3 separate regions of the Mus musculus genome follow, and all the other regions are linked to region 1. A link is a contact called in public HiChIP or PLAC-seq data. All regions are on one chromosome and are shown on one strand. Each heading gives the region's core, a stretch centred on a gene start, on an enhancer-like site or on the middle of the called end of the contact. The rest is flanking DNA. Distances are from core to core; before and after follow the strand shown. Region 1 overlaps Gm41361 (a long non-coding RNA gene). Region 2 overlaps Dnal4 (dynein, axonemal, light chain 4). Region 3 holds the start of Sun2 (Sad1 and UNC84 domain containing 2).

Evidence for each region. HiChIP or PLAC-seq counts read pairs in DNA pulled down with a chosen protein or histone mark.
Region 2: a contact with region 1 is called in an HNF4G HiChIP or PLAC-seq map of pancreatic cancer cells. The contact joins two enhancer-like sites. A contact is called at or near these places in 5 of 39 promoter capture datasets (the C10 cell line, embryonic stem cells, hematopoietic stem and progenitor cells and 2 more), 3 of 484 Hi-C or Micro-C datasets (cortical neurons and embryonic stem cells), 5 of 115 datasets of contacts at active chromatin or transcription factors (the NIH/3T3 cell line, embryonic stem cells, forebrain and 2 more) and 2 of 9 other capture datasets (embryonic stem cells and liver).
Region 3: a contact with region 1 is called in a FOXA1 HiChIP or PLAC-seq map of pancreatic cancer cells. The contact joins the promoter of Sun2 here to the enhancer-like site in region 1. A contact is called at or near these places in 2 of 39 promoter capture datasets (hippocampal neurons and stem cell-derived epiblast-like cells), 1 of 484 Hi-C or Micro-C datasets (embryonic stem cells) and 4 of 115 datasets of contacts at active chromatin or transcription factors (effector CD8 T cells, embryonic stem cells, memory CD8 T cells and 1 more).

The regions. Positions count from the first base shown.
Region 1 is chr15:80,035,792-80,039,073 of GRCm38.p6, reverse strand. The region is part of intron 2 of Gm41361 (a long non-coding RNA gene); the gene reads right to left. Among named protein-coding and RNA genes, the nearest start is that of Gm41361, 5.4 kb to the right of the region's middle. Within about 2 kb of position 1,608, at least 36 of the 459 cell types and tissues checked have an H3K27ac peak or open chromatin away from gene starts, as enhancers often do. A contact at or near this core is called in pancreatic cancer cells, where this site is marked.
Region 2 is chr15:79,763,890-79,767,497 of GRCm38.p6, reverse strand. It overlaps Dnal4 (dynein, axonemal, light chain 4), which reads left to right. Exons shown (of 4, transcript NM_017470.2): 2 at 2,477-2,682. The coding sequence starts at 2,614. Among named protein-coding and RNA genes, the nearest start is that of Dnal4, 8.8 kb to the left of the region's middle. Within about 2 kb of position 2,322, at least 81 of the 459 cell types and tissues checked have an H3K27ac peak or open chromatin away from gene starts, as enhancers often do. A contact at or near this core is called in pancreatic cancer cells, where this site is marked.
Region 3 is chr15:79,740,938-79,744,474 of GRCm38.p6, reverse strand. Sun2 (Sad1 and UNC84 domain containing 2) reads left to right here and starts at 1,939. Exons shown (of 18, transcript NM_001205345.1): 1 at 1,939-2,136. It overlaps Gm16576 (predicted gene 16576), which reads right to left and starts at 1,777. Exons shown (of 4, transcript NR_045069.1): 1 at 1,564-1,777; 2 at 1,245-1,392.

The DNA of each region.
Region 1 (3,282 bases), core at 359-2,858:
AGAGCAGTGTCGCAAGCATGAAGATAGATTCACGTAACTAGTATAACAAAATTTATATTTTATTATCACAAATGTTCACACTCTAAATTACTAACTTTGGTCCTTAGCCTATCTTCTCAAGGCTGCTCACCTGTGACATATCTTAGCTGAAAATTAGGTCCAGTCTCTAATGGAAGTCTCTGATTTGAGGGTCCGGATCCTGGGGGGAGCAGATCAAGGTGGCATCTCTCCAGATGTGCAGAGCAGAGCATGGTTCTTGTCCTTGCTTAAATACTGTCCAGTGGGCATCATGGTATTCAAGAACTGTGTCTGGTTATCTTGAGTGAGTGATATCACTGAGTTCTGGTTATCGGGTGTGCCTTGCGTGTAGTGGAGATCCTGACTAAGCTATTTTTACATGTCTAAAAGGCATTTTTTTAAACCATGCTCATTATAAACAGTAACCACTCAAGCCCCCTATATATTCTTATTAAGCTTTCTCTCTAGCCCCTTCCTTTTTGTTTGTTTGTTGTTTGTTTTTTGAGACAGGATTTTTCTGTATATCCCTGACTGTCTTGATACTTACTCTGTAGATCAGGCTGGCCTTGGAACTCCTGGCGATCCACCTGCCTCAGCCTCCTGTGTGCTGGAATCAAAAGTGTGTGCTACATTACTGCTCAGTTTCCATCAAGTTTTGTTTTGTTTGTTTGTTTGTTTGTTTTGGAACTCATTCTGTAGACCAGGCTGGCCTCAAACTCAGAGATCTGCCTGCCTCTGCCTCCCAAGTGTTGGGTGGGATTAAAGGCGTGCGCCAGCCACCACTGCCTGGTTTCCATCAAGTTTTAAAGCAAGTCTATGTTACTTCTGCCTGCCTACTCTCCTGGGGAGGCATGCAAATGAGATGGTGAGCCACAAAACACCTTGATTTGCATATAACCAAATTTCAGGTCCAGTGTCTTCTGGGCCTTCCTTCTGCTCATGCCCTTTCTTCTCTCCCTTCTTTTCTATGGTCAGGTCCCTGAAGTATCCTGGAGTCTAAACCTGTGCCTGGTTTCCCCTTATGCATCAGAATGAGAGACTGAGCAGAATGAGAGTGAACAGGGTGAGATTGACTGGAGGAGACAAATGAGCTGCAGAAGAAGAAGTGGAACAGCTCTGCCCACAGTCCAAGCTGCCGCAGGCACTCTGGCCACCTCTGGGTTGAGCAGGCATGGATGGCCAGGTCCTCTGGGAGGCTATTGGGCCAAGGGTTCCAGGGCACACATGAGTCACCAACCCAGGAATTCCATTCCAGCTAAGGAGCTAGCCCTAGCTGTGGAAAACAGGACACTTTCCATACAAAGATACCAATCACACACGGCTCATTATCTGTCACTCCCCCAAACTGGAAATAATGGAGGTGTCCATCAACAAGGGAACGGCTAAGTCAACCATGGAACTTTCACTTGATAAAATATTAGGCAGCCAATAGAAATGAGGTTCTGAGACAGGGAAAGGAAGCCAGGCCGGAGGTAAAATCGCCCAAAAAAGAGCCTGGGATAAAAATGGCGGGCCAGAAAAGCAGGATACTACTGTGGGCTCCTCCCCCCTTTAATATACAGTGTGATCTCAGCTGTGCTTTTTTAAAACAGTCGTCAAACAGAACACTATGGACGGAAATACATCAAGCCCTAACAATGACTGAGCCCGGGGGTGGGGCTATGGGTGGTGAGCTTTCTTCCTTATTTTGACTTTTCTGCATTTTTCAGAGTTTCCCAAGCACCCATGTATCATGCCTTTTATAGTCAAATTAAAAACGAGAATTTAGACTTTGGGGGTGAGCAACCACGATCTGCCCAGGTGCTAGGGGAACTGGCATCCGGGGGCCCAGTTCTGGGTTTGGAGGTGGCCCAAGGCTCAGAATCAGAACAGCCTTTGTGTTCCTGGACAAGTGCTTTGTGACTCAGTAGTCATTTCTGCCCAATGGGTTAGGGCAAAGAACAGGATGAGAGAGTGGCCTAAATAGTGTCGTTATTGTGTTCTCTAGAAGAGCTATTCTGCCACCAGACACTCAGAACGATGTCAGTGTCTCGCCAGGGAGTCCTAGGAGGTGGAAATGGGGTAGCTTCCAGAATCACATCCTGGGGGCGCTGGGAGGGAGTTGAGGCACACAGTCAGGAATCAGAATCCTGGTTTCTCCTTTACATCTGTGTGACCTTAGGTGAGAGTAACTTAACGTCCCTGTTCCTCGGTGTCCCTGCTCTGAAGGCTTTGCACTGAGGACTGTGGGTCCATAAATGCTCTAAGTGTCCCCATGCCCTTGTAGTCAGGGACAAGGGTACAAGAGGCTGTTCTTTGCACTGGTGTCGCTGACACCTCTCCTGTCTATTCTACATTGTTTCCAGCCCTGTCCCTGGAGTAGAGTGTGTGTGTGCAAGGCTGTCCCCAGGGCTCTAGAGGCTCACACCACTGAGAACTTTTGTCCTCGGAGTCCCTCTCAGTTCTCAGTGATACAATCTGCTTGCAGAAGGTGGGCATGAGGGCAGAGTGGAGGCTGCCTCTGGGTAGCAGTGTGGATGTCCACAGAGACCCTGTGTACAGACAGGCCACACACATCCTGAACAAGCATGCTCTCAGCTAGCGATGCCTGTCACTGCCACACTGCCAACGTGTCTTCCTGCACTTCCAGACACTGTAGAAACCTCAGAACAGCAGCCTGGGATACAGCCAGTCTGCTGCTCTGCTGCAGTTATTAGGTACAGGCATGTCTGATTCCTGAACACACACACACTCATACATCATACATATATTCCACACACATACATATCATACCCCCTATTCATATACACACACAAACACCCCCTTATACAAACCCATTCATACAAACAAACACACATACAACACACATACACACAATCCCCCCACATATACAAACACATACATCACACACACATATACACACACCACATAAACACACGTGCCACACATATATACACCACACACACATACACACAATCATACCACATACACCCCACACACATATACACACACATACCATACACATACACCATACATACACCACACACATACACACCACACACACATACACACATATACCACACACCCACATACAACCTACCCCCTCACACCATCCCCCCCACATACACAACTTACACACACACACACACACACACACACACACACACACACACACACACACACCCCTAAGACTTAACTTTGACTCCTGTGTGATAGTGTTTCTGTTGCATCATCCCATAAACACTCGGGAATCCTTGAGATAGACACTAAGGCTCAGCCCATTCA
Region 2 (3,608 bases), core at 1,073-3,572, 270 kb after region 1:
AACTGCAGAACAGCGGGTGTTTCACACCATTCACAGGAGGCTTGTATCAGCCACCTCCAAGGAGAAACCCAGGCCTGGCTGCAGTCCCTTGTTCGGGCCTCCAAAGCCAAGGAAGTGGGCAGAACTCCATTCTCTTATAGAACCGGCATCTATTACTGGCCCGTGGCTTATATATCTATTTTGCAGCATTGGGGATTGAACTCAGAGCCTCTCGCCTCGTAAGCAAGTACTTTGCTATACCCACAGCCCCTAGGCATAAATGGTCTGACTTAGCATTCGCCTCGCCATGCTGTTGCTCCCTAGAACTGTGCTGGGGATTTTCCTGAAGAATGGGCTCTAGTAGCACCCCTGGAGTCCTGTGAGCCTCCATAGAGTCTCTTTGAGGCCATAGGCATGATGGGTTCTGTGTCGTCTCCCTCCACCCACCGCCCGCCCGTCCCCTGCCTGGCAGCCTTTCTTAGTTTTGAGGATGAATCAACTTGAGTTGAAACATGTAAGTGGAAGATGCTGAGCAGCTGCTCCCCCACTTTAAGTTGCTTCCACTTGGGATTTTCAGAGGTAAACAAAGTGGAGAGCCCTGGCACCCCGTGCAGTGCCGCATGAGGGTGGCTCCGGAGCCAGTGAAGTGGCGTTACTAAAGCTGGGAGCTCAAGATGGCAGACAGGCTTTAATGCTGGTTAGCAGAGACGAGTGGCCCACTGGATTTCGTGGAACAAGAAATTTGACCAGAAACTGCAGTGAGCTTGTGCTTGGTAAACAGCCAGCTCCTATGTAGAGACAAACAAAACCTGCTAAAACCCAACTTGTACAAATGCCCAGAGTTGGAAGATGAAGGGAGCCATCTGTGCCCTGTGAAGTCAGAAAACACCAGTGTCGTGGAATGGTGGAGTCCATGCCAAGCTCTGAGCCTTGCTCAAGGGTATCCACCAGTGGGGGGGCGGGGGGGGGGGAGGGAGGAACAACAGTGGCGGCAGCATCAGAGAGGTGTGAATTAAGAGTATAGTGTAGCCGGAGAGAGTACCCAGTGCTCTACCAGGCCAAATCGCAGCCCAGGACCGCAGGCTCGGGGAAGGAGGTGGAGCACTTAAATCACTGCAGGTCATCTGAGCCACACTCACGGTCACATGTGCAGCAAGGACCCATGTGCTCGAGTGCATGAAGAGAGGGAGCTGTTCAGGGTAACGCTGTAGCCAGTAGCTCCTCCTGAGCTGAGTGACCTCAGGCAGTCAACATTGAGCACTGCACAAAGACCGAGTGCTGGGACTGGGCTGACATGTGACAGCTAGCCCATGTCACCTGCTCTCCAGGCCTGTGTCTGTATTCCCAGCTATTTGAAGACTGAAGTAGGAGGATCATTTGAGTTCAAAAGTTCCAAGCCAGCTTGGACAGCCGCTGTCATAAAATTTGTGTCTATACCTCTTGGTTACCATGCTGGGCATCTTGGAGTTCAGTGGCTTTGTGGTGGAATCTAATGAGATCTAGCTTTCAGACAAGCTGCTGTGATGTATAGTCTCGATTGTCCTCTGTGAACTGCCGAGGATGGTTCGTCATTGCAGTGTTTTGCACGCATGCACATCAGGACCCCGAGAGAGGAAGCCCTTTGATTTCATTCTAGAATAATGAAATTGTTCCTGACTTTTGCAGGCCGGAAGCTCATTTAAGCTGCAGTCCAGCTGACTCTGAAAAGCCCTGCCTATCATCAGATGCCCAGGTCTGGTAGGGAGGGCCTTGAGTCTAGAAAGAGTCTGGAAACCCTGTCTTGGGTGGGGCATGAGGGAAGGTCTAGAACTCTCATTGAGTCCTCTGGTGGCCAAAGGATGGGAACAGCCACTGCCTGCCTGACACCCAGGTGCCTGCTTCACACGCCCTGTCTCATTGAGTTCCCTGCCATGGGTGTGGCCCCAGTCACTGGTGAGTCCACTTGGCATGGACTCTCCTTTGCCCCAGGCTGTGCTGCTGCTCATTGGCTGAACTGGTGCCAGCACCCGGGCCTTCCAGCTCCTGGACCAGCTAGAGAGACAGGACCTAATAGCCTGGGGAGGGGAGGCAGGGCTGTCAAGGCACCTGGTGTGCCAAGAAGGCCACCACCACACTGTTCCTATTCTGCAGAGCAGGGTCCTTCAGAAAGGACCCCTCACTTTGTGACAGGCCCCAATTGTCAGTGATCACCTGTGTATTTGGCTTCCTTCAAACCAGACAGGCTGTCATTGACACTCAGAAACTGTCCTTGCTAATTGGTAGCTCTCAGCTCCATCCTGGGCCTGGCCCACAGTTAGTATCTGTCTTGACAATGACAGTGTGTTCTTGCAGCATCTCGGGTTGACTCACCCTCCGTCTGCAGACATGCTGGCCATTTGGGAAAGGAGGCAGAGGCGTTGAGATGGGGAGGTGTCAGATTGTCACTGAGACATTTCTAATTTGTAATGTGTGGTTTTTGAAGCCAACTCTTCCCTCCTGCTTTTCCTGTTTTCTGCAGCACCCCTTGGGGAAAGACATTTTCTGCTCCTGCCAAGTTGGCAAGGCCTGCTTCCCGAGCCCGTGGGGCGCTGTAACTGTTGGGCCCAGCACCTCCTGAAAGCCCTACTCTCCTCCTGAGGGCACGCTGGGAGGATCATGGGAGAGACTGAAGGGAAGAAAGAGGAGGCTGACTATAAACGGCTGCAGACCTTCCCCCTGGTCAGGGTAAGCCTGAGGAGGGAGGGAAGTGGCCACCGGGCCTCACTGCCTGCAGGTGGGTGGAACTTGCAGTGAGGAGACCAGGGCTCTGCTGGCCTGGCTCCACCCCAAACATTAACCATCACAGTGATTCATTCTTTCATCCATCCATTCAATCACCAGCTATGTTGAGGCTCCCTGCTGTATGCCAAGCGTGGTCTAGGTGCTGTAGAGATGGTGACCAACAGGGCAGATAGATGGCGGGCAATATGTGCTGTAAAGAGAAACTGAGCTGGTACAGAGGCCAGTGCCTGGAAGAAGTCAGATCAGTGACCCTCATCAAGTTAGGTGGCAGGCCTTGCAAGGACCCGAGGAGCCATCTGTCCCTCAAAGGAGCAACCAGCAGAGGAGGCTGAGTGGGACAAGTTTGTTGTCACCAACATTGCTGATCTGAGGAGTGGCAGATGTGAGGTGGGGTCAGCCTGTGTAGGCCTGGCTGGCAGCCACTTGAGGAATATGGTGAAGAATGTGGCTTCTGTCCTGAGGTCCAAGGAGCAGTGAGGGGACAGGTGTAGGGTGTCACGTCATTAGAAAATCACTCGCTGTTCTTAGGAGAGTGAATTCAGAGGAAAGTGCTAAGGCCGCCCATTGCCCAGGGACTGAGGTGCAGTAGTCATGCCCTGTGGTGGAGGTGTGAGGCTGGCCCTGGCCAAGGTGCTCACTAAGGATGGAATCTGGATGCCAGGGCAAGAAAGCCAAGGAGCGAGGTTTACCTGGGCAGTGGGACCAGAGCGCAAGGAGGGGATGACCCCCACCCAGACCCCTGCAAGGTACAGCTGTGTGGAGGAAAGGCTTGGCTGAGGATGAAAACAGGCCCAGCCTCCATATGGGAGGAAGAGGAACCTGGCACACTGCCTGAGAAAGAAGAGCCAAGGAGCAGAGGGGAGCAGGGC
Region 3 (3,537 bases), core at 690-3,189, 290 kb after region 1:
CAGATTGACTTGTAAGCAAATCTCAGGGGGGCGTTTTCTTGATTGGTAATTGATGTGGAAGGGTCCACTGTGGGCGGCGCTGCCCCTAGCCAGGCAGTCCTAGATAGTATAAGAACACAAACGGAGGGAACCCATAGGGAACAGCACAGCAGTAAGCAGTGTTTCTTCACGGTCCCTGCCTCTGCTCCTGCTTGACATCCTGCCCGGACTTTCCTCAGTGAGAGACTACAATAGGGACGTGTGAGCCAGAGAAGTCCTTGCCTCCTCCAAGTTGCTTTTGGTCCGTGCTTTATCGCAGCAGCCGGGAACCAAGCGAGGACATCAAGTTCATGTTGATGTCTTATAAATCAAGAAAAGCATTACAACATGATAATAAAGTATCATCTTTATACCCATGTGGGTAGAAACATAACTTTATTGTTGTTCTAGAGCCCTCATGTGGGCTGTCTGTGCGTGTGCTCCACCTCAGAGCTATAAGATGGGGAAGGCACTACCCGCGGCAAAAATAAATAAATAAATTTAAAAATGGAGGACCATAAAGTCTGAATGTGGCCCTACTCTTGAGGTCAAGGTTGTTCCCCTCTGTAATCTTATCTAATAAAAATAAATTAAATAAAATAAAGTTAAAAAAAGAAGAAGGAAAAGGAGAAGAAGAAGAAGATAGTTAGCATAATTGTCCAAAGATACTGTAAGGGTAGACAGCATCTCATTTCCAGATGGGACAATGGAGGTCTAGAAAGGGGATCTGGTTTTATTTGGCAGTGGAACCAATCCAAAATGAGGGTGTGTGTATTTCCTCAGTTTCCTACTGCCTTTGGATACCAGCTTTTTTTTTTTTTTTTTTTTTTCTTTTCGAGACAGGCTTTCTCTGTATAGCCCTGGCTGTCCTGGAACTCACTCTGTAGACCAGGCTGGCCTCAAACTCAGAAATCTGCCTGCCTCTGCCTCCCCAGTGCTGGGATTAAAGGCGTGAACCACCACTGTCTTTCTTGTCCCAGTTCCCCCCACCCCCTTGGCATTTTAAAGTGAAGGACACCGGATCTCATCATCCTTAGAAGATATTGAACAGAAGTGGTTTATCCCCAGTCGCACTCCTTTATCTTCTGGGGGCGGGGTGTGTGTGTGTTTGAGAGAGAGAGAGAGAGAGAGAGAGAGATGGGGTGGTGGTGGGAGGGGACAGGTCCGTGGAGTCAGGAACTCATCCCAGGGGGAGGAAAGTAGGAGAACCGTGTTGCCAGCCCTACCTTCTCTTGCAACCAGCTGTGGATGGAGCCTTCTTTAAAACAGAAAAGCTGCTGTCAAACTTGGGGTTTCTGACTGGACATGGTGGTGCACTCTTATCTCAGCACCTGGGAGGCAGAGGGGTAGGTGGATCTCCGTGACAGTAAAATCCTGTCTTGGAAAAACAAAAACAACAACAAAAATAGGTGGTGCGGGAAGATGGGTATCCTGCCCACCTTGGAATTTAAAATTCAACCTTAAAATTAAATAGTATTAATCTTCTAGACTCAACTTCCCCTCTGGGTGGGTTCTTTATAAGAAACAAAAAAAACTTCCACGGACCTGTTTCCCTCGTCTTTAAAATGGGCAGACACGGCTGACGCTGGTAAGCGTCCAAACCACCCGCGCGGGGCCGCGTCAGGACCCTATCCTGGGGCCAATTTCATGACACCCTGTGTGCTCCCGCACCTAAAGCCTTTAGAGCTCCGGCGCCGCGCGCGCGTGGGCACGGATGCGCGAGGGAACGCTCGGGTCCCACAGCCTGGAGGTCGTACTCGCCCCCGCCTCCCACGCGCGGACTACAGGGCCCACGCGGAGGGCGGGCCGAGCCGGAGCCTTTGTGTTCAAATCAACCAATGGGCGGCGGCAGAGGGCGGGGCGGGCCGGCTGGGCCCGGCCAATGACTTGTGGGCTGTCAGCGTTGATTGACAGGCGCACACATACACACTCGGCCACGCGCGCACCGCCCTGCCCCACTCGCGCAGCGCGGTCCTCTGCCGGCCGCATTGTCCGCTCACCGACCCCGCGCCGTCCCGCGTCTCCGCTCCGCGCGCGTTTCAGCCCCAGCCCCGGGCCCGGCCCGGCCCAGTGCGCGGCGCCGCCCGGGGGACTCCGACGCGGGAAGAACCACGCAAGGTAAAGAAGGGATTGGGCCCGCCTCCCCACGGCCCCGCGCCCGCCTGACCCGGGTCGCCGTCCGGCCAAAGCGCGGGCCTGCGCCTCCCTGTCCGGCCAGGCCGGGCCACTCCAGCCCCTGCGCGACGCACGCCCCGGGACACTCGCGGGCCGGCGCCCTGACGCATCGCGGTCACGGGGAGGGCGCTGTCCCCAGGCGGGACTTCCCCAGCAGCCTCCGGGGAGGAGGGCAGCCAAGACCCAGCCGCCCCAAACCGGACCAGGGCTGTGCCACAGGCCGAGTCCTGGCACTGGAAGTTCTCAGCCTGCGCCACCGCTGCCTGTCACAGTTATGGGGTACGGGGGAGGGCCCTTTTAGCTCAGTTCCAAAACAGCCAAACCCAACCAAAACAAAACAAAGCCAGCGCGCTCCGGGGTGTGACTTAGAGCCAGGACAGAGGGTGAGCGCCTGGAGCACTTTTTTGTGTCCCAGGGGAAATGGAGTGGAAATGTCACGTATAATATTCCCCAGGATAGGGGAATCTTCGGGACCAAGGCTCTGCAGTAGGAAAGTATGTTTTATTTGAGGGTTTTGTAACTAATGGCGGGATGGAGGAGTGTCTATCTCAGCGGCTCCCCACGGTAGACCTTTGTCATCTTGTGTAATCTGGATGGCCGCTGTGGCAAACTATTTTGTGACAACAGGATGAATATGAAAGATAAAGATAAGGTCCACACCGCTCTGGGAGTGCTGGGAGGTGGCACACGGGGCAGTGTTCGGTGCCCCACCTCTCCACCTACTCAGAACGTTTAGATTCTTGCAACAGCGGCGTGGGCACTGTATAAACATGTTACACTCTTTTCCCCCCTGGCAAAGGCTTCATGTGCTACAGCGGGGCAGGGGTTAAGAGGTGGAGCATATGGGCATCTGGAGCTGTCAGGTGGGGGTGGCAGTCATGGGGGGAACTACCTTATAAGGACTGGAATACAACCCAGGACCAAGGCAACTTCCTGCTTTGGCTACTACCACTTGGTCCCTTTACCAACACCAGTCGAAGAGAGTGAGAGATGCCAGATGGGCATCCCACCTGGGAAGATGCCAGTTAGCCCAGACAGGAGGCTACTTGTCTTTCTAGCTGGATGAACCTGACCTTCTGGTTTCTGTGGTCTGGGTTTGGGTGTTTCCCACCATGCGAGGTCACTATCCACCAGGAATAGCAGAAACAATACTAAGTCACAAGTACCAGGAACTCATTTTGGATGGGTTTGGGATCTAAAGTTTTGTAATCCTGCTAGCCCAGGCTCGGTGAGATTCCTGGGTTGATATTCTGAGATTTGAAGCTGGGTCCCGTGCCTGAAAGATTTGTTTATCTTCACTTGTTGTTTTCACCTTGGTCTTCTTATCAGTTTCACTCCACCCCA